Regions from separate parts of the Mus musculus genome. Here regions 1, 3 and 4 are each linked to region 2. Evidence: chromatin contacts called from public Hi-C and HiChIP or PLAC-seq data. All regions are on one chromosome and are shown on one strand. Each heading gives the region's core, a stretch centred on a gene start, on an enhancer-like site or on the middle of the called end of the contact. The rest is flanking DNA. Distances are from core to core; before and after follow the strand shown.

What was found. Hi-C and Micro-C count contacts between places; a contact is called where the count stands out from the background. HiChIP or PLAC-seq counts read pairs in DNA pulled down with a chosen protein or histone mark.
Region 1: a Hi-C map of cerebellum shows a contact between it and region 2, with 3 times the contacts expected there. The contact joins the enhancer-like site here to the promoter of Gabrb2 in region 2. A contact is called at or near these places in 1 of 39 promoter capture datasets (hippocampal neurons) and 4 of 484 Hi-C or Micro-C datasets (cerebellar granule neurons, cerebellum and cerebral cortex).
Region 3: a Hi-C map of cerebellum shows a contact between it and region 2, with 4 times the contacts expected there. The contact joins the enhancer-like site here to the promoter of Gabrb2 in region 2. A contact is called at or near these places in 1 of 39 promoter capture datasets (trophoblast stem cells) and 5 of 484 Hi-C or Micro-C datasets (brain, cerebellar granule neurons and cerebellum).
Region 4: an H3K4me3 HiChIP or PLAC-seq map of forebrain shows a contact between it and region 2, with 3 times the contacts expected there. The contact joins the promoter of Gabrg2 here to the promoter of Gabrb2 in region 2. A contact is called at or near these places in 6 of 39 promoter capture datasets (embryonic stem cells, hippocampal neurons, liver and 2 more), 3 of 484 Hi-C or Micro-C datasets (cerebellum, cerebral cortex and forebrain) and 1 of 115 datasets of contacts at active chromatin or transcription factors (forebrain).

The regions. Positions count from the first base shown.
Region 1 is chr11:42,914,309-42,919,271 of GRCm38.p6, forward strand. No RefSeq gene overlaps it. Among named protein-coding and RNA genes, the nearest start is that of Gm34644, 43 kb to the left of the region's middle. Within about 2 kb of position 2,668, at least 2 of the 459 cell types and tissues checked have an H3K27ac peak or open chromatin away from gene starts, as enhancers often do. A contact at or near this core is called in cerebellar granule neurons and cerebellum, where this site is marked.
Region 2 is chr11:42,419,203-42,423,925 of GRCm38.p6, forward strand. Gabrb2 (gamma-aminobutyric acid (GABA) A receptor, subunit beta 2) reads left to right here and starts at 1,572. Exons shown (of 9, transcript NM_001362647.2): 1 at 1,572-2,224; 2 at 2,350-2,441; 3 at 3,379-3,446. The coding sequence starts at 2,148. Gm34591 (a long non-coding RNA gene) reads right to left here and starts at 2,013. Exons shown (of 3, transcript XR_388590.4): 1 at 1,834-2,013.
Region 3 is chr11:42,752,227-42,757,360 of GRCm38.p6, forward strand. No RefSeq gene overlaps it. Among named protein-coding and RNA genes, the nearest start is that of Gm34644, 120 kb to the right of the region's middle. Within about 2 kb of position 2,880, at least 8 of the 459 cell types and tissues checked have an H3K27ac peak or open chromatin away from gene starts, as enhancers often do. A contact at or near this core is called in cerebellar granule neurons and cerebellum, where this site is marked.
Region 4 is chr11:41,999,520-42,004,109 of GRCm38.p6, forward strand. Gabrg2 (gamma-aminobutyric acid (GABA) A receptor, subunit gamma 2) reads right to left here and starts at 1,338. Exons shown (of 10, transcript NM_008073.4): 1 at 708-1,338. The coding sequence starts at 811.

The DNA of each region.
Region 1 (4,963 bases), core at 1,418-3,917, 500 kb after region 2:
TTGAAGGCTTGATCATCATCGTCCAGCACTATTGGAAGGTGGCAGAACCTTTAAGAGGTGGGGCCTAGACATCATATGATAGGCTGTTTGTAGCTTTCTAGTGAATTGATTATTGATCTGGCATATATGTGTCACTCATCTGGCTATTCTACATGAGAAGACAATCTTCTGTATACTCCTGGGGAAAAACTCATTATCACTAGAAAAGAAACAGATCTCTGTTGACTACCATTTCCCTCTAGAGTCTACCACATGTGAGAGCAAGAAATGTAAATTGTGCATACACCACTGCTCATAGGACCTTCTATGCAATGAATCCTATTCTGAAGAGGAAAAGCTAAAATGGAAGACAACCTTGGATCTTGGTGACAATACTAAGGCACTGATCAAAAATAAATGCCTACGATCTGCCTTTTCTTTACATCTGTTTGTGACATTCTGATTCTAGTGTATGTCACAGTTTTTAGCTATACTAAGCCAAAGTTGTTCCACCAGGAAAATGGAGGGTCATTTATAAAATGTATCAACAAATATTTAATAAGTATCTATTTGTGCTCTGCTCTCTTTTTGATGTTGGCATCACAGAGAGAGAGAGAGAGAGAGAGAGAGAGAGAGAGAGAGAGAGAGAGAGAGAGAGATTTTTCTATTCCTGTGACATTCCCATATGGAAGAAATTAAAGTAGGAATAAATGAGTGATAGCAAATAAGATTTAGTGGTATAAAAGAAATAAAGCAAAATAAGACAGCAAAAAAAAAATCACTAGGCATTGCACTAAGGAGAAGGAGCTCTTAAAAGTATTAAATCTATGCAGAACTGAAATAGGCTTGTATCAGCAAAAGTAGTAATATAAGGAGTAACTCAAATGCCCATTTATAAGGGCCTGATGGAGCAAACTGTGGTACTTTGTGTGACAAAACATGTGGTCAATGAAAGGACAATGTTATAAGAATATTCACAGTTCTGTGACACAGTCTATAAAATATATAGTGAAGAAAAATTAAAAGCTTGTGCTGGAGAGTTCACTCAGCAGTCAAGAATACTTGTTACTCTTTCAGAGTCATATGATTTCCAGAATCATATGACTGTTTACAACCATTTGTAATTCTGGTCCCAAGGTAACTTACACCTTCTTCTGACCTCAGTGAGTGCCAGGCTGCACGTGGTAAACACAAATACATGCAGGCAAGACACGTTTACACACAAAATAATATAATATTTTATTTTTAAAGTAGTTTTAGAGTAGTCTTTGAAGTGTTACACCTATTGTCAGAATTATTAAAAAAGAATAGATATACATAAATACATGATAGATAGATAGATAGATAGATAGATAGATAGATAGATAGATAGATAGATAGATAATAGATAATAGATAGATAGATGATAGATAGATAGATAGATAGATAGATAGATAGATAGATAGATAGATAATAGATAGATAGATAGATAATAGATAGATAGATAGATAGATAGATAGATAGATAGATAGATAATAGATAGATAGATAGATAATAGATAGATAGATAGATAATAGATAGATAGATAGATAGATAGATAGATAGATAGATAGATAGATAGATAATAGATAGATAGATCTTCAGATACACACATTATATATATATATATATATATATAGATAGATAGATATAGATATAGATATAGATATAGATATCGATATCGATATCGATATAGATATAGATATAGATATAGATATAGATATAGATATAGATATAGATATAGATATAGATATAGATATAGATATAGATATAGATATAGATATAGATATATATATAGAGAGAAATACAGGCAGGAGAGAGATAGAGGGATTAAGATCTGAAGCTGCAGTTCAGTTTTTACATGTAGAGTTTGTGAGCATTCTTAGGATCCTGGGTTCAATCCAATCTCTAGTTCCACAGGAACGAAAGAAAAAAATGAAAACAGAAATTTTATTAGTTCTTGTCTCTCATAAGAGATTCATATAAGAGACATTTATTTGTTTGTTTGTTTGTTTTAATGTGACATTCCATACAATTTTAGAATTTGTAATATGTAATTTTTACTTAATAAAACAAATATATTAAGAATTTTAATTGCAGGTAAAATAAATTTTTCCAGAGTAGATCAGAGTTTAGGAGTAAAGTTTCTCATTCAGGGGACATGGCTTCTGACATACATGGCATCAGAGCAACAAGACCTGACTTGAAATAGGAATCACAAAGAAAAAAGAGGCCATCTGTTCTACCCATGTCACCTGGCAGATATTGCCTCCACCCCCAGGAGTAAAAGCTGCAGGAAGAAATTCAACATGAGAATCTCTGTGAGTACCAAGAGTGGCACCACATGGGACCAGCTGCCAGTATTAGTCTCAAGATCATTTCAGCACAGGAGATGGCTCAGGAGAGAGATAAAATATATACTTGTGAGTGCCAGAAGGGGACTCATCCCAACAGATCACAGGAGTATCTGCAGAAAAAAAAAAAGAAAGAAAGAAAGAAAACATTCCACATGGCAAAAGAAATGAAAAGTCCTAGAAGTTAATGTGAAGATGTGCAGTTACATCCTCACATAAGTGACGTGACCTTCCAGACAATCTTAAGCCTAATCCCTTTGATCTGAGCCTAGCCAGGAGCCTGTGTTGACTCCACTTAAGCTGAGGCCCCCCGCTTCTCTGAACATGTGTTTTGTAAAACCTTCATCTGTTACACTTCAAACTCTTATTTTTAACCTGACCAGCAGGTCTCCAGGGGAGGCTAATTCAAGGCCAAGTTCAAGAACATAGCAGATTGAGTGGTCCAGCAGCCATGTATGACCTGCAAGCATCATGCAGTCCAGGTTAGATACTATTTCAATCCAAATTTCTAAAAAAGTCATAAAGTTACTTTAAAACATTAAGATATATTCTACAATATTTTTGATACCTCAGTTGTGTGGCTTCAACTTTGTAGATGAAAATGTCTTATTCCAATGTCAAAAGGCCACAGGAGCAACAGTGAGAGAAGAAGGTGGATGGAACATTCCTAGTTGCTGATTTTTTTTCTTCCTGTATGTCTTCTTATTAGTAACTGTCATATGTTCAATGAGAAAAAGGGGGTGGTTTCTGATAAGTAGCCCATGTTTTAAGAAATAATAGATCAAGATGAAGAAAACAGGGTTTCACCCATTCATGGAAGATCTCATACAGCCAAAGCATTATACGAGCCTATCCTTCACCATTGCATGTACAGTACCCCAATAATAATCACAGAAGCCTTAAGCCTGCCCTATCCCTAAACCATGCAGGTTCAACTGTACCTTTTATCTTCATTCTCCCTTGCCCAGTGGATTTGTAAAGTGAAAAATTAGATAGGGAAGGCAATGTCAGAAAAAGGTCAGAAACTATCCAGTGCTCTGTTTGCTAGACCCGTGCAGCTGCTATGGCCAGGCTTTTGCTTTGAATCTTTGACTTTCTTCAAGAACCAATGACAACAATTCTCCTGACTGACATTTTTAAAAAAGATTTATTTATTTATTTTATGTATATAAGTATACTATATCTGTCTTCAGACCAGAAGAGGGTATCAGATCCCATTACAGATGGTTGTGAGCCACCATGTGATTGCTGGGATTTGAACTCAGAATCTTTGGAAGACCAGTCAGTGCTCTTAAGCACTGAGCCATCTCTCCAGCCCTCTCCTGGCATTTTTACAGTGCCATATGTGTATACAGTCTGGTATATCATGGCATCACTGATAGATGACTGCTACGGACCTGTTCATTTGCATAGAATACATACTGATACTGAAAAAGAAGCCCAGCTCTATTCATGGATCATCAATTGTCATTGAGGAAAAGTGAAAAATTATGACTTCCCTACTGAATCACTTTCTCAAGACTTTTTCTAGGCCTTTAAAACAACTGTTTATAAGGAAGAAGAAATTTTAAACTTCCCTCTAGGTACCTCCTTTCTAGTGTTTCCAAGATGGGGATTTGTCAATTAATATGATTGGTCAGTGGTCAGAGGTCAGAGGCACAATTATGTGCTATGAAGCCCATGAGCTGGGACCTCCATATAAAGCTTTAATCCAACATCCACCATATAGACTATGGGAAGAGAGGCAAATCAGGACTAGCTCTTGGCAGAACTATCACCTCATCTTGTCCTCAAACCTCCTGAACCACTTACTCAGCTTTCCTTGGACTCTCTCACTCACTCACACACACATGCACACACACACACACACACACACACACACACACACACACACTCACTCACTCATTCTTTCTCCATGAAAACCACACTTTGTTGCACTAGGCTTACAGCTCATTTACCTGCCGTGCATTTTAATAAATGATATGTTTTAATCATTCACTGTGATCAGAGTTTATTGTGGTTCAATGCATGTAGCTATGAACAAAGAAAAGCAGAACAGATATTACTTTCTCACAATTAAGAAAATGTAGAGATTATCAGATGACAGCAGATTCTTCAGAACCCAGTATGGCAGACAAGTAGAACACAGAGTGAGGTGGAGAGTAGAGCAGAGAGGAGTTCTTATCTTTGGTTCGATGGTCAGGAAAGTCATCACTGGGAAAGTGAGAAAGAAAGCTCTGGTGATACAGCTATTACAGAGAGTGGTACAGCAGATTTGAAGTAGATGAACATAAAGAAGAGGAGGCATGCCCAGGTCTATAGGCAGCATAAGGCCAATGTGGCTGGAAATGAATAGTTACCTGGAAGATTTGAGGTCAGGTCATAGCTGCAATATCTGTGTTACAAAGTGGAAAATTAATTGCTAAGGATCATAATGATGGAATCACTACCCTTGTAAGAGAGATGCTGGAGGAGTGTGAGACAGAGACTGGAGTGATGTGCTGGGAAGGTGGAGATCATAGCAATAAGCAAAGGAATACTGGAGGTAGCAGAACCTTGGAAAGGGCAAGTACACCTAATGTCTTCTCATGCCTCCAAGATGAACAAGTAGT
Region 2 (4,723 bases), core at 322-2,821:
TTTCCCATCCCACAGGCGCAGTGGGCGCTTGGAGGTCCCCCGCGTGGCAGCAGAGAGCTAGCAGAGTGTGAGGTTCTGAACTTTAAGAGTTGAGGTAGTCTAGTCTAAGGGTTAGAAACACTGCTTTATAAGCACAACTCACTTTCCACCCTTCTCCACAGAAATGACCTTGGACATGTTCCTCCGATCGATGTGCTAGTTTCTAAACCCGTAAAATGGGGTCACTAAGGAGTCAACTTTGAGCTAATATTGCTTTAAGCGCGGCTTTCTGCACATGGTAGGGACTCTCGGTAAATGACAAGGCTCAGTAGTAGATTTAGGTTGGATACTGGGGTCCAGGACCCAGTGTTGAGTTCTGCCTTTCTACCTCTTCATCAAAGAGTGCCAGGGTAGTTGATGCACCTGCTGTACTCCCTCCCTGTCTTCAGGATAAAACGAGGAACACGACTCTAGGGCATCCCAGTCCCGGTGCTCTCGGCATCCTCTTCCCCCCCCCCCCCCCGCAACTCCTCCCCTCCTCCAGCGAGCCCCAAGCAGAGGAAATGATTTTTCCTATGAAATGAGTCTGGATCTGGTGTCCGTGTTGAGCCTGGAGCTGGAGGGAAGGGGGCAGCCTTGGGTCCCCTTGGGCTAGGAAAGGGATGAGGGAAAATTGTGGTGTGTAGATAGGTGATTTGGTGGCTCAAACGGTCTCGGGGTTCCTTCATTGTGCCTGTCTTCTGTGAACCACTGGGTTTGGACGCAGAGGTGCAGCTTCAACTGTCCAGAGCAGAGCGGCAGTGGTGCAGCTCCGTTGGGCCACAGTAGTGGGCGGCGAGCTCCTGCTGGTGAGGTAAGGAGTGGTGGGTGGCAAGGACTGTGAATGCACGTGTCTCGTGTGTGTCTGTGTGTGTGTGTGTGTGTGTGTGTGTGTGTGTGTGTGTGTGTGTGCGCGCGCGCGCGCGCGCGGTGCGCGTGCGTCCGCGAGGCGTGGGGGGCCAGAGGAGCGCATCCCACCCCGCAACCCGCCCTCGCACTGGATGCCTTTTGGCCCCGCACCTGTGCTGGAACGCCTGTCACCCTCTGTCCCTCACGCCCCCACTTCTTTTGTTCTTCAGTCACACACACACACCTCATCCTGACCACTTATAATTTCCTAGTGCAGAGTCAGACCCAAACCCAGAGAAGCCTTTGCCTGACTGCTCCCCTCGCCCCCTCCCCCTCCTGCTATAAATAGCTGGACTAGCGGGTCAGGAGCGTCACAGCGCCAGAAACCAGGACCCCGAGGTTTTCTTCCCAGGGAACAGGGGGCAAAGGGGGAGCAGGAGGAAGAGAAAGAAATCACTCGTGAGTAGTGAAGAAAAAGCTCGCCCCTTGACTCCCAGGAAAAACGAGCATCTTTGGATTCCTGTATCCTTCCCCTTTCTTCTCAAAGCCATTCCGATTCTTTCATATTCACAGTCCACTCCCCACCCCCACCCCCCCTCGCTCAAAATCCAACGTTTGCTCAGCACTCCTCCCATTGGTTTTTTTTCTCCTCCTCGGACTCTGGTTCCCACTGCTCCCCTCCCCACCCCTAGCGCTCCCACCCCACCCCCACCTCCTCCGCTTGTCCCAGGCAGGGGATTGCTATTCTTAAGGAAATAAAGTTCAACTCCTTGCCCCTTTCAACTGGCTTAGACCGGGAGGAGAAGGGTTTCAGGAACCAATCTTCCTCCCTACACCCTACTCCTATTTTTCTTTTTAATATTTAAGGGGACACACACACACACTCTCTCTCTCTCTCTCTCTCTCCCTCTCTCTAAAATCCCACCACGTCGTGAGGTGCAACTACCTCCTAGAACAGAAACTTACCAGACGCTCTGGTTGCTTTTGTCTTAAAGAAAGAAAGAAAAAAAACCAACGAAGATTTTACTCTGGATGCATTTCTGGGGTAGTAGTTTAATATTATTCAAACATGTACATATTACACATATATATGCTTCTTTTCCTTTTTCCCCTTTAATTTTTTTAAACAAGGAAATCTCGGTCCCCGGCAGCCGCCGCTGCCCCTTTGATGTTTTGGTACGCCGTGCGCATGCGCTCCACATTAGAATTACTGCACTGGGCAGACTAAGTTGGATCTCCTCTCTTCAGTGAATCCCTCAATCCCACCAGAACCTAAAGGGATGTGGAGAGTCCGGAAAAGGGGCTACTTTGGGATTTGGTCATTTCCCTTAATAATCGCCGCTGTCTGTGCTCAGAGGTAAGTGTCCCTTTCCTTTCTCACTTGTCAGGGCTCTGTCTGCATACCTCTCTGTGAGCAGGGCTGTTGAAGATGCCGTGCTGTCTTCTTTATTCATTCCTGGTTATTGTCATTTTTTTCTTTAGTGTCAATGACCCTAGTAATATGTCGCTGGTTAAAGAGACGGTGGACAGACTGTTGAAAGGCTATGACATTCGTCTGAGACCAGATTTTGGAGGTAATGGGATTGCCTTGCAAATAAGAAACAGCCCAGCTCCAGCCCAAGCTGTCTTTTGGGCTTTGTGTGCACTCTCTTTCCTCTCCTTAGTTGTGGGCGCATGTGATGTATAGAATGTTTTCCTATTTTACCTTGCTGAGAAACAGATCCAAACTTAAGCCAGTTTCTGTCCAGCACTTGAGAGGTCTTTCAAGAAGACCCCCTTAGAGTGTGACCAGACTTTGTAACCGCTCTCGTTCTCCTTCACCGTGATACATCTTTGTTCCCAGTCTGAGGTTTCTTGAGATACAAACCTCTTAAGTTTAGTTAACAGTGTGCCCAGCCGGGGATGTCTTATAATGTGAGTATTTTTGAGGACACAGTGTGCAGGCGGTTGGCTGAGAGGTGGCTTCAACTCTCTGTGCCCATCTACTTTAGAAGAGTTCTGGCCATGGTTTAAAGTGGCTCATGTCGGGATTCCACCCAGCCCTATATGCGAATGGCATAGGGGAGAAGGGGTTCTGGGGAATTGAGAATAAAGATAGCAGAGGAAAAAGGGGCATCTCTCCCTGGAGCCCCAGATATGCTAGTGTGGCCATTTAATTTTGCTCAGACTCTTAATGGAATTAAAGAGTTAAAACCTACACACAGAAGTGGGTGGGGAAAAAAAGAGGGGGTTTCAATGCAATCTACACGAATCCCTAGGGCTCTGTGAGTTGTAGGAATTCACATGCTGAGACATCAACATGTGTAGACAGAGCTGGCAACATTGTCTGACCAGCACATGTGTGCATATTCCTAGAAGAGTATCCCCACATTCATACTGCAAAGATATGGGAAAGTAATGAATATATGGATTAGCTCTACAGAGGGGGTTTCTTTAGAGTTCCCAGTGACAACTCTTCGTATGAATGACTAAGTTCTGAGAAGTCACATGGCTGACCATCTTGGTTTGCAGGTCCCCCTGTGGCCGTAGGAATGAACATTGATATTGCCAGCATTGATATGGTTTCTGAGGTCAATATGGTGAGTATTAATGCTCATAGATACGTCTCTATAATGGGGACTGTGTGGGGGCTGTGCAGTTGCTGGGGGGGGTGGAGTATGTTTGAATATGTGTATAATGTGGGGACAGGAGAATAGTATATTGCTCTGGAATTCATGGCATGTGTAATTACAAAACAACTGCTGGTTTTTTGCACTTTTCCCAATTTGGATCCAATACAGAGTGAGTAAAGTATCTCACACATTCACTTGTACAGGCAGCAATATGCTGGAAGGCCCCCTGCAGAAGTGATGGCTCTCACAGCTTCCTGAAAGCCTCAGTTTGTCGAGTTACAGTTCTGTGTTTGGGGCTTAGTCATGGTAAAAGGAGCATTTAAATGTGACTAAATAAATAAATGAATAAATAAAACAACCAAACAAAAACCTACCAGGAAGTCTATCATACAAACTAAACTCTCACAGAGTGACTAAGTAATTAGTTCTGGGGTGTTGATGCCCACTTGTTGCTTTAGGAAATTGATTCCTAGTACTTAATGACATTTGACATCTCTGCCCCTCCCACCACCTTCCATCTCCTTTAACCCCTTCTGCTAATCCACTGAAATCAAATAAAAAACTGGCCAGTCTTTATCCAAAAAGGCAAGATTAATACCAAGTGTACTTTCTTACTGCTCCTGCAACACTAATCATTATGTGTACCAAGCACACACAACTTATTGTCAGCAACACTCAGTCTTTGGACAAAGGATAAGAAGAGAGAGAGGGGTGTGAGAAGAACCTGTGTTCTCCAACAGGGAAGCACTTTTGGGGGGGTATGCTTCATGCAGGAGCGCCCCCTGCTGCCCACGTTGGAGCACTGTGGACATAACATGACAAGGACAAGTGTCCCAGATTCCCCCAGTTAACTCAGGGACATTTCTCCTGTAAATTCTCTCTCTCCCTCTCCCTTTCCCTCTCTTTTCCTCTCCCTCCTTCGCTGTTCCCTTCCCTTCTTCTCTCCCTCCTTCCCTCCCTCCCTCCCTCCATTCCTCCCTGTTTCCCTCCCTCTCTCCTCTCCTCTCCTCTTTTCTTCTTGGCAGTGTATCTAGATCAAGTGAGCCTTAATATTCCAGCAGTCCTTTCAGATCTGATAGCACACAGCCCATTTCATATTGTTCTATGACATCCTCCTGTCTTCCTGTCTTGAGACTGGACAAATAATTAAAGACAGAGATGAAATGTGTAAGCTTTTATACAAACACTTCTAAGCCAGCCATTGGGACATAAAATTTAGGGCATACTAATTAACTCAAGAAATT
Region 3 (5,134 bases), core at 1,630-4,129, 330 kb after region 2:
CCTCTCTTCCCATGATCCATTCTCAACTGAATGAAAGGCAAGGATGAACAGAGCTCTGTATCATCCTAAAGAGAAGTGTCATTTACACAATGGAGTAGTACTCAGCTATTAAAAAGAATGAATTTATGAAATTCCTAGGCAAATGGTCGGACCTGGAGGGCAACATCCTGAGTGAGGTAACACAATCACAAAAGAACTCAAATGATATGTACTCACTGATAAGTGGATATTAGCCCAGAAACTTCGTATAGTGAGATATAAGATACAATTTGCAAAACACATGAAACTGAAGAAGAACGAAGACCAAAGTGTGGACACTTTGCCCCTTCTTAGAATTGGAAACAATCACCCATGGAAGGAGTTACTGAGACAAAGTTTGGAGCTGAGACAAAAGGATGGACCATCTAGAGACTGCCATATCCAGGGTTCTAGCCCATAATTAGCCTCCAAATGCTGACACCATTGCATACACTAGCAAGCGTTTGCTGAAAGGACCCTGATATAGCTGTCTCTTGTGAGACTATGCCGGGGTCTAGCAAACACATAAGTGGATGCTCAGAATCAGCTATTGTATGGATCACAGGGCCCCCAATGGAGGAGCTAGAGAAAGTATCCCAGGAGCTAAAGAGATCTGCAACCCTGTAGGTGCAACAACATTATGAACTAACCAGTACCCCGGAGCTCTTGACTCTAGCTGCATATGTATCAAAAGATGGCCAAGTCGGCCATCACTGGAAAGAGAGGCCCATTGGACACGCAAACTTTATATGCCCCAGTACAGGGGAACACCAGGGCCAAAAAATGGGAATGGGTGAGTAGGGAAGTGGGGGGAGGGTATGGGGGACTTTTGGGATAGCATTGGAAATGTAATTGAGGAAAATACATAATAAAAAATATTAAAGAAATATAAAAAAAAAAGAAAAAAAGAGAAGTGTCAAATCTTTTTTTTTTAATTGCATCGTCTTTTTTTTAATACTTTTTATTAGGTATTTTCCTCATTTACATTTCCAATGTTATCCCAAAAGTCCCCCATACCCTCCCACCCACTTCCCTACCCACCAACTCCCACTTTTTGCTTCTGGCGTTCCCCTGTACTGGGGCATATAAAGTTTGCAAGTCCAATGGGCCTCTCTTTCCATTGATGGCCGACTAGGCCATCTTTTGATACATATGCAGCTAGAGTCAAGAGCTCCGGGGTACTGGTTAGTTCATAATGTTGTTCCAACAGAAAATGTGGTACATTTACACAATGGAGTACTACTCAGCTATTAAAAAGAATGAATTTATGTAATTCCTAGCCAAATGGATGGACCTGGAGGGCATCATCCTGAGTGAGGTAACACAATCACAAAGGAACTCACACAATATGTACTCACTGATAAGTGGATATTAGCCCAAAACTTAGGATACCCAAGATATAAGATACAATTTGCTAAAGGCATGAAACTCAAGAAGAATGAAGACCAAAGTGTGGACACTGTGCCCCTTCTTAGAATTGGGAACAAAACACCCATGGAAGGAGTTACAGAGACAAAGTTTGGAGCTGTGACGAAAGGATGGACCATTTAGAGACTACCATATCCAGGGATCCACCCCATAATCAGCTTCCAAACGCTGACACCATTGCATACACTAGCAAGATTTTGCTGAAAGGATCCAGATATAGCTGTCTCTTGTGAGACTATGCAGGGGCCTAGCAAACACAGAAGTGGATGCTCACAGTCAGCTATTGGATGGATCACAGGGCTCCCAATGGAGGAGCTAGAGAAAGTACCTGAGAAGTGTCAAATCTTAATACTAAAAGAGTATTTGGCAGTGTCTCCTCTCAGAATGCAATCTCAATCATAAAGTACAAACTCTGTGAGGACATAGAAAAGAAGTGTTTTAGGTGATATCCCCAGTGCCTATCACAGCTTTGCATTGGGTAACCACTCAATACATACTTAGTGAATAAATGAATGGATGAAGTAGAAGAAAAGAGTTATATCTTCAGATCTTTAATTAAAACAATTCCCATGCTTCAGCTGAGAATGCATCACTTGGAGATCTTTCAGGTGTTCTGGTGTGAACTCTCCTTATGCTCATGGATGTTTCTTGAATACACTTAGGTTATGATTCTCAGGCCTCACCTAGGACAGTGTTTTTAAACCCCTTTGCTGGTTGCATATAAGATATTCTGAATATCAGATATTTACATTATGATTTATGACAGTAGCAAAAGTATAGTTAGGAAGTAGAAATTAAATAATTTTATGATTGGGGGTCACCACAACATGAGAAACTGTATTGACTTAGGGTCTTTGTATAGCATGTTTTCTTCTCTGGAAAGATAATTTCTGGATTTGTAATACTCTTCTGATGTATTTCCTCCCGGGGGGCGGGGGGGAAGAATTCCTTGTCAAGCTCTGTCCGATTAGCCTTCAGAACAACCCTGCCCCATAGTGGCAATCCTGTATCCAAAGAATGACTTCAAGACTGGTGAATGGTTTTGATCTCCTGCCAGGTTAGATGATGAAGAAAAAGAATTTGCCTTTCAGAGTTTAATTACAGCAGAATGAAGTTATTAGCTTTTTCAGCAAGCACACTGAAATGGGTTTAGTGTAGCTCCTAAGGCAGGAAGAACATAGCATGGAATACCAAATAAAAGTTAACAAATAGTAGATTAAAAAAAAAAAACACATTTTTTCTTTATCAGAAAAAGAAAAAAAAAAAAAACAGCTAGAGAATCTAAGCCCTGTGGCAGAGCAAACATGCTTGTTCCTTTAGCTTGCCAGATGGGGATCTGAGGTCCCAGAGGGCAGGATGGAGACACAGGGTGCTGCCTTATCCTAATGAGGTTTGCCCTAGAATTGAAGAAGACAGATGGGCCTGCAGCTTGGAAGCCCTCAGCAATCTCCCTGGTAACTGGCAAGCAAGGAGCGAATTCCTACGTTTGGTCACTGCCCTCTCACTCTGAGCCCTATCTCCCTGTGTCGTCTTGTTTGGGGAGCATTTGTACTGCTTTAAGCTACATTGAATTCTCCTCTCATGTTTCTTTCTGTTACTTCCTTGGTCTTATGTGCTTGTCTACTCTCCATTTCCATTACACTTTCCTGCAGTAGTGTTGCCTATATCAGCTCCATCTTAGTTATTTCTGAACCTGTGACAGGTGTTCTATGAAGAGTCATATATGGATTACTGATAAGTGAAGGTGGGTACTGCTTAAACCTCTTATTTCTCTTCATGCTCCCAATTTAGAGCTTTTTGTTGGAGTAAAATGGGAATGAATAGCCACTTGAAGAAATGTAGCATCCCTCCTACTTGATGCTAGCCCTTGGAGACTGCATACCTCAGTGAACGTGAGTGATCTCATCTCACAGTGAGACCCACGTATGCTTCCCTGGATGACAGCAGAGTCTCCACGGAGAACACATTTCCCTGCCACCAGGCAGTGAGCCAAATGCTTGTAGTGTTCTGCCTTGAGGAACACAGGCTAACTGGCCTTTTATGAGGGAATGATCAAAATTTGAGAACCATTCTCCTGGTGGAATTTAAATACTCTTACTCTCCTACAGAGCTATTTCCCTCCAGACTTCCCCCAAAGCAGCGAGAACACAAACAAACAAAAATTACTGTTGAAGAATTTAGAAAGTACCAACTATGTTAACATATAGAATTTGAGAGACTGAGACAGGAGAATAGAATATAAATAATAAACCAAAGAAAAAACAAATAAACTCTGAATTGATATGATGTTTAAACTGAAAAATTATACAGGAGTATGGGATGTATTTGCTAAGGAAAACATCATAAACAAATGAAGGCTGTTATTGTGTCACAGGTCTCACAATATAGGTCGTGACTCAAGAGTGCTATTCTATTTTAAATTGACAAAATGATCAATCAAAACGGAACGTGCATGAGCCATTGATGAGAATCTAGAGTAAGCCTCAGACTATGAATTGATATAGATCAATTCTGTCTGAAAATTAAAGAACAGAGATTACAGGTGGGCGGCATATCAAAATCTTCACTTTAAAATAAAAATGACATGAAATAGCGTCTATGACCTTATGATAACTCCCTTCACATTCTCTCTCACCCTATGCATTGACCATCCTTTCCTGGCATTTTATCATGCTTCCATGTCTCATATACAATGGACCTAGAGCTTATAGAGTTATTCTCTTAATGCCCAAAATACGATTCCCCTAACTCATTTCAGAGTCATTCACCCCTTGACCTCTTGTCTAAAAGGTCCTTTGTCTTCACAGTGATCTCTCTGACCTTGCAGGTAAACTTAGTCCCTTTTACTAAGTCCCTCCTTAGCAAACTGCAGTCCCTGCCATTGCCCTGTGGCTTCTCTACCCCATAGGCATCAAGAGCCGGTCCAACCTTGCTTTATACCTTATTTTCAACAACTAGCACATGACTAGGAAAGGATTCCATAAGACAAGTGATGGACTTTAGAGTCAGATTCTTTGTATAGAGTTCTATCTGGGTAAAATGTAAACTGTTGTGCAGCATTCAATGTTATAAGCAAAGGTGGGTAAGCTGGCTTCCTTACTGCCCCTCCAACCAAAGATGGCATCCCACATTGATACTATTCTATGTTCCTTTTGTCTGACATATTCTATACGGTCAGTTAGTCCCACTGTATCCCACCATCACAAGAAAATAAAACAAATCTCCACACAACAGAGGTACTTATTTTGATCAACAGTATATATCATTGGTCTTAGTGTTTTAACTCTGTTTATGTTCAGAAGCAGTAGGTATACTAAACACTGTATAAAACACACCTCCAAAACATTTTTTTGTCTGAAACTCTGTAGTGCTTAGCTACAGATTTCTTTTCTTCTGTCCTTGGAAACTGCATTTCTACTTTCCATTTCTGTAAATTTGATTGGTACCAGTCCTTTATAAAGGTAGACCTGTACAGGTGGTTCTGATATTGTCCTGTTCTCCAATTAGTTCTTGATCTGTTAGTAAAGAAGCCATGGGGCAATTGCTGGGTGGAAGGAATAGGCAGAACTTCTAGGTCCCTGGGAAAAAAAAAGAGAGACAGATGCAAGAGATAAGACAAGCTTTGCCGTGCTTCTGATGAAGAAAAGTTGACCAGCCATGTGAGATCTCAATCTCAAAATGGAGTGGC
Region 4 (4,590 bases), core at 88-2,587, 420 kb before region 2:
ATTAACCCGTGCTGGGTCCCCAGGCTTCTCTGCTGTATTTTGGCCCAGTGGCCTGACTACATGGATGTCCTTTGTAGATTTAGGGTTGCTGCATGGTTTGACAAGCCTCTTTCCATAAGGCCCTTAGCTGGACCGCTGTCCTTGGTGCTGAATCGTGTTTGCCTCACTGGGATTCAGCTGCCGGGTCAATGAGGCTGGATAGAAAACCTGGCTGACTGAAAGCTCAGGTGCAGGACCAAAGAAGACTGTAGTGTATAATAAAAACAGCTCTGTCCCCGCCCCCAATCCTCCCTCACACAGATCACGCTTGTGTTCGCCAGGACCCCATTTGTAATTTTCTCTTCCAGACCCCCCACCCAAATGCCTTCAATATGGCCTCAAATGCCGGCGTGTGCAAGCACAACCCACTTCATATCAGATTGCAGCAAATTCAAAACCTATTCCCCGAACACGGAGTCTATGAAACGAGCTTAAGCTCTTTGAAACAAAACACAAACAAATAAAACCTAGTTCATTAACAAATAAACCAATATGTCCTTCCTCTCTCTTCCGTCTCTCTGCTACCCTATATAGTCACTCTTCCCTAAATTGTGACGCTTAAATTCCAAAAGAGTGTCTCAAATCTGGGTGGTCTCCCTGCTTCCACAACCTTTTATCTCCCCCACATCTCTCTAGAGCCAAACGACGCTGAAAACGGCCCATCTTACCCTGGGTAGAGCGATAGCAGGAGCAGAATCCACAGCGTCATTTTCTGTGAAAATACAGGAGAGTAGACTGAGCTTCCAATGCTCCATGTATTTGGCGAACTCATCGCTTTTTTTTTTTCTCTCGCCTCTCGCCTCTGGGTTGCAGAAGAATCCCTCCCCTTTGTATTATTATTATGCTGATGATTTGATGCCGGCTCCCCCCACCTGCCTCTAGTAGGTCCCGTCACTCAGAGATGTATTGCTACCAGCTTAAAAATTAATATTCAGGGGGCAGAAATAAAGATCAGTACAAACGCTTGCAGATACCATCAAAGCGTCAGCTCAGGCAGCAGCTTCCAAGTCTGAGAGGATAATAGAATTGAGGCAGGGGGATGGTACACGCAGAGATGTACACAGGAAGGCAAATGAGAGAAGCAGAAAGGCGCTCACATTCATGCCCGGTGCACTAACAGGAATTCCCAAGGGTCGGTCCTTTTAGGTTTATCTACTTGCTCTTTTTCTTTCTTTCTCTCTTTCTTTTCTTTCTTTTTAGATGGGGCTGTGCTCTCTTTGTCTGGTTCTGTTGTGTGGGAAAAAAAATCACTCAGTAGAGGTTTTGCCTGATTAACTCTCACAGATTAACTGTGAGGTCAAAGTGGAAGAGATGTGAGTCTGCAGGAAGAATTAACACATGCGTGAATTCTTGCCAGCACTCTTTAACCCTTTCCTGTAGCAGCAGACTAGGATTTCCATTCACGGGACAAAAAGAGATGCTTCAGTACTCCTAGGAACAGAGTTACTAGAGAGAGGGTTAGTTTTGCCCTATTTGAGAACAATGTTATTAACTTAAATCATTGCATCGTGTGGGGGAGGGGCACCAAGCAGTGAGAAAAAGTAGCTGTGCTTTGCAAACCATCTTCTGAGAGAAGGGTTTGGTGCATGTAAATTGAAGGGAAGCAAAAGACACTGACACAATAAGGCATGGAGAAAGTCAATCTGTTGGAATGCTAACCAACACAGCTCCATGGAGATAGGTGCTTAACCAAGATCACCAAATAGGGCCCTGGTTTGCTTATGCCTGTGTGTACCAGTGGGTAAAGCAGTGGGAGATTGGGCAATGGGAGACACTTCTGTCAATTCTATAAGCTCTGTCCTTCGTTTTCTTAATAATTTTACATGTTTTTGGAATCCGTCTTGGAAATCCCTGTATTAACACTCTTCTTTCTTGATCAAATGAGCCACAGGGACAGAGGAACTCTCTTCTTATTCTACCCTAATTAATCGGCCATACTCTCATATCCTGGGGCAGGAGATGGCAAAGCACTTTCCACTTCCTGTAGAATCAGCATTTCATATGCAATATGTTCATTAAAAGACACAGGGGAGGTAATTGTCTCAACATTTTTATAAAAGCTGCCAGTGCTCCATGTCTAAACCAAACCTTCTCTGAAAAAAAGATCATGCTATACGAATGGCATTTGAATAAGAAGTCCAAAATGTGGGAATTGAACATAAGATAATAGGATCCCAGTTCCATCCTTACCTTCAAAATTACACCTGAGAAAAATGGGAAAAAAATGTTGATGGCTTCTGCCTATGACATAGGACTAGGAGATTGCTTCTGTTAGATACATCAAGGAAACCTGCATGACAGTAGCCTTAAGCTCAATTATTTCATTGCATGGGACAAAATCCAATTAAAATAAAAACAGCATTCACATGAGGTCAATGGATTTCTTCCCACTGTGATTTCAACATTGGCAGAACAAATTTAAATGTCTTTTCATTGAAATGTTTCTCACTCAGCTACATCAGGTAGACCAGGGTTTCCCTTCACAAATGCAGTTTATTCAGGTCAGAGACAGTCTACAATTACACATTGTTGAGGACTATATCTAATTTCACCATAGCATTAAGAATAAAGCTTACAGGCATATTTATAGATGCTTAAAAAAGTGATGTGAAAGAAAGAGGCAAGTTATAGATCACAAAAATATTAGATCCCATAACCACTGGAGTGGCTATCAGAATACACATGTCACTTAATTCCAATCAGAGTTACAAGAATAAATTGAGTGAAGAGAGTTTTATGTAATATCCTAAGTGGCCAACCAAGCAGTTAGGCAACCCACTAATTCGCTAATTTTTTCTAGATGATGTAAGTACTTGTGTGGGAAGAATCTGTCGTTTCCCCTATGGGACGTTTCAGGATTTCCAAAGTACTTTCTCAGATAAATTCAATTAGTCACTCACATAGTGAACCCCAAGAGAATGATTGTTATCAGTCACAAATTTTCACATAATAGTAATCTTTCAACCAAATGATAATGTTCATAATAATCTCCACAAATTATCATCAACCTCAATTAACAGAATGCCTTCTCACATGTTAAGAGAATTTTAATTGTACTATTTTTGACTAGTAGGCTTCAATGTGCCTCAGTGGATCTTCTTATCTGATGACTAGTCTTTGAACTAAGCTATTTTGATGTTTTCTGATATTGCCATATCTCATACTCATAAAATATATTATTTAATAACTTATTTCATAATCATCTTATCTATTTTATTAAGTTTATATCCATTACTTTATAAAATGAGGCTCATTTTATTATAAATTATATGCATGTCTATATGCATACATGTGAATTAAATTATATTAAAATTTGAAAAATATACTAGAATGTAAAAATGAAGAAAATGACCACTCACCTGCATTTAACTACAAAAGGAACTGCCATTATATGATACTATTTATATTTATTGCTTCTGCTGTTGTTAGTGTTATTTGTGTTAAATTTTAAATTTGATCTTAATTTGAAGCAGTGAGAATACTGGTGGGTTGTGATCAATATTCAGAGAAGCAAATTATGAGATTGCACATTGTGGGCCAGTAGGCTATATCTGTAGGGAAAAGCGACAGATTCAATCGAGTGGTTCCATTATCTAGGCATTCCTAACATAAAATGCAAAAGACAAAAGAATTGCACAGAAGCTTGTGTGGATAGGTAGATTGAAGCAAGCTATGTAGTGGCAGAAACATACAGAAAGACTAACTCTATAAGGTAAAGAGAAGAACTGACTCTTGAGAGCTGTCCTTGCCCAAAAGTCATCTTCTGACCACTACAAGTGTTCTGTAAGTAAGTACATACTTGCACATGCATACACACACACACACACACACACACACACACACACACACCATGCACACACACACACGTGCACGTTCACACACACACACACACAGAGAGAGAGAGAGAGAGAGAGAGAGAGAGAGAGAGAGAGAGAGAGAGGCAAAGACAGAGACAGAATAATTAAATAAGTAAATAAATTTCAAAATATTAAAAGTTTGATATATAAGCAATTACTTATGAGAAATTCAAATATATGACTTAAATTTTAGTTCTGGCAAAAACTCAGTAGGAAGACATTTGCAACTTTTGGGGAATTATTAATTGAACAACTAATAAGTATTAGAAAAGTCTATGATATAATGTGAAGGTATAAAGAAATTAAAGTAGATTACCTGCAGAATTAAATAATTAAATAATTAAATTAGCTCTAAGATTATACCTCATCTCTGGCAACTTAAATGAGTAAAACCTACTCTCTATTTTCCTAGGATTTCCTTGTTTAGCCCCAAATGGAAGAAAACTACTCAACACTAGAAGTTAGCTAAATAAAGTAGAATCTGATTGATAAGTCTCAGAAGGCTCCCCCGAAGGCATAAATTGAGGAAAAAAATCAGAAAACGACAACAAAAAGATAATATTTTACGTATCAGGGTAAACTCTCATTAAATGCTTGTTTCTATGGAAAAAGTGTGCAAGGGATGTTAAAGAGTTCAGAGAATGCAAAACTGAAAGACTGGAAAGGCTTTGTCAGTCGTAGTATCAGCTGCTAT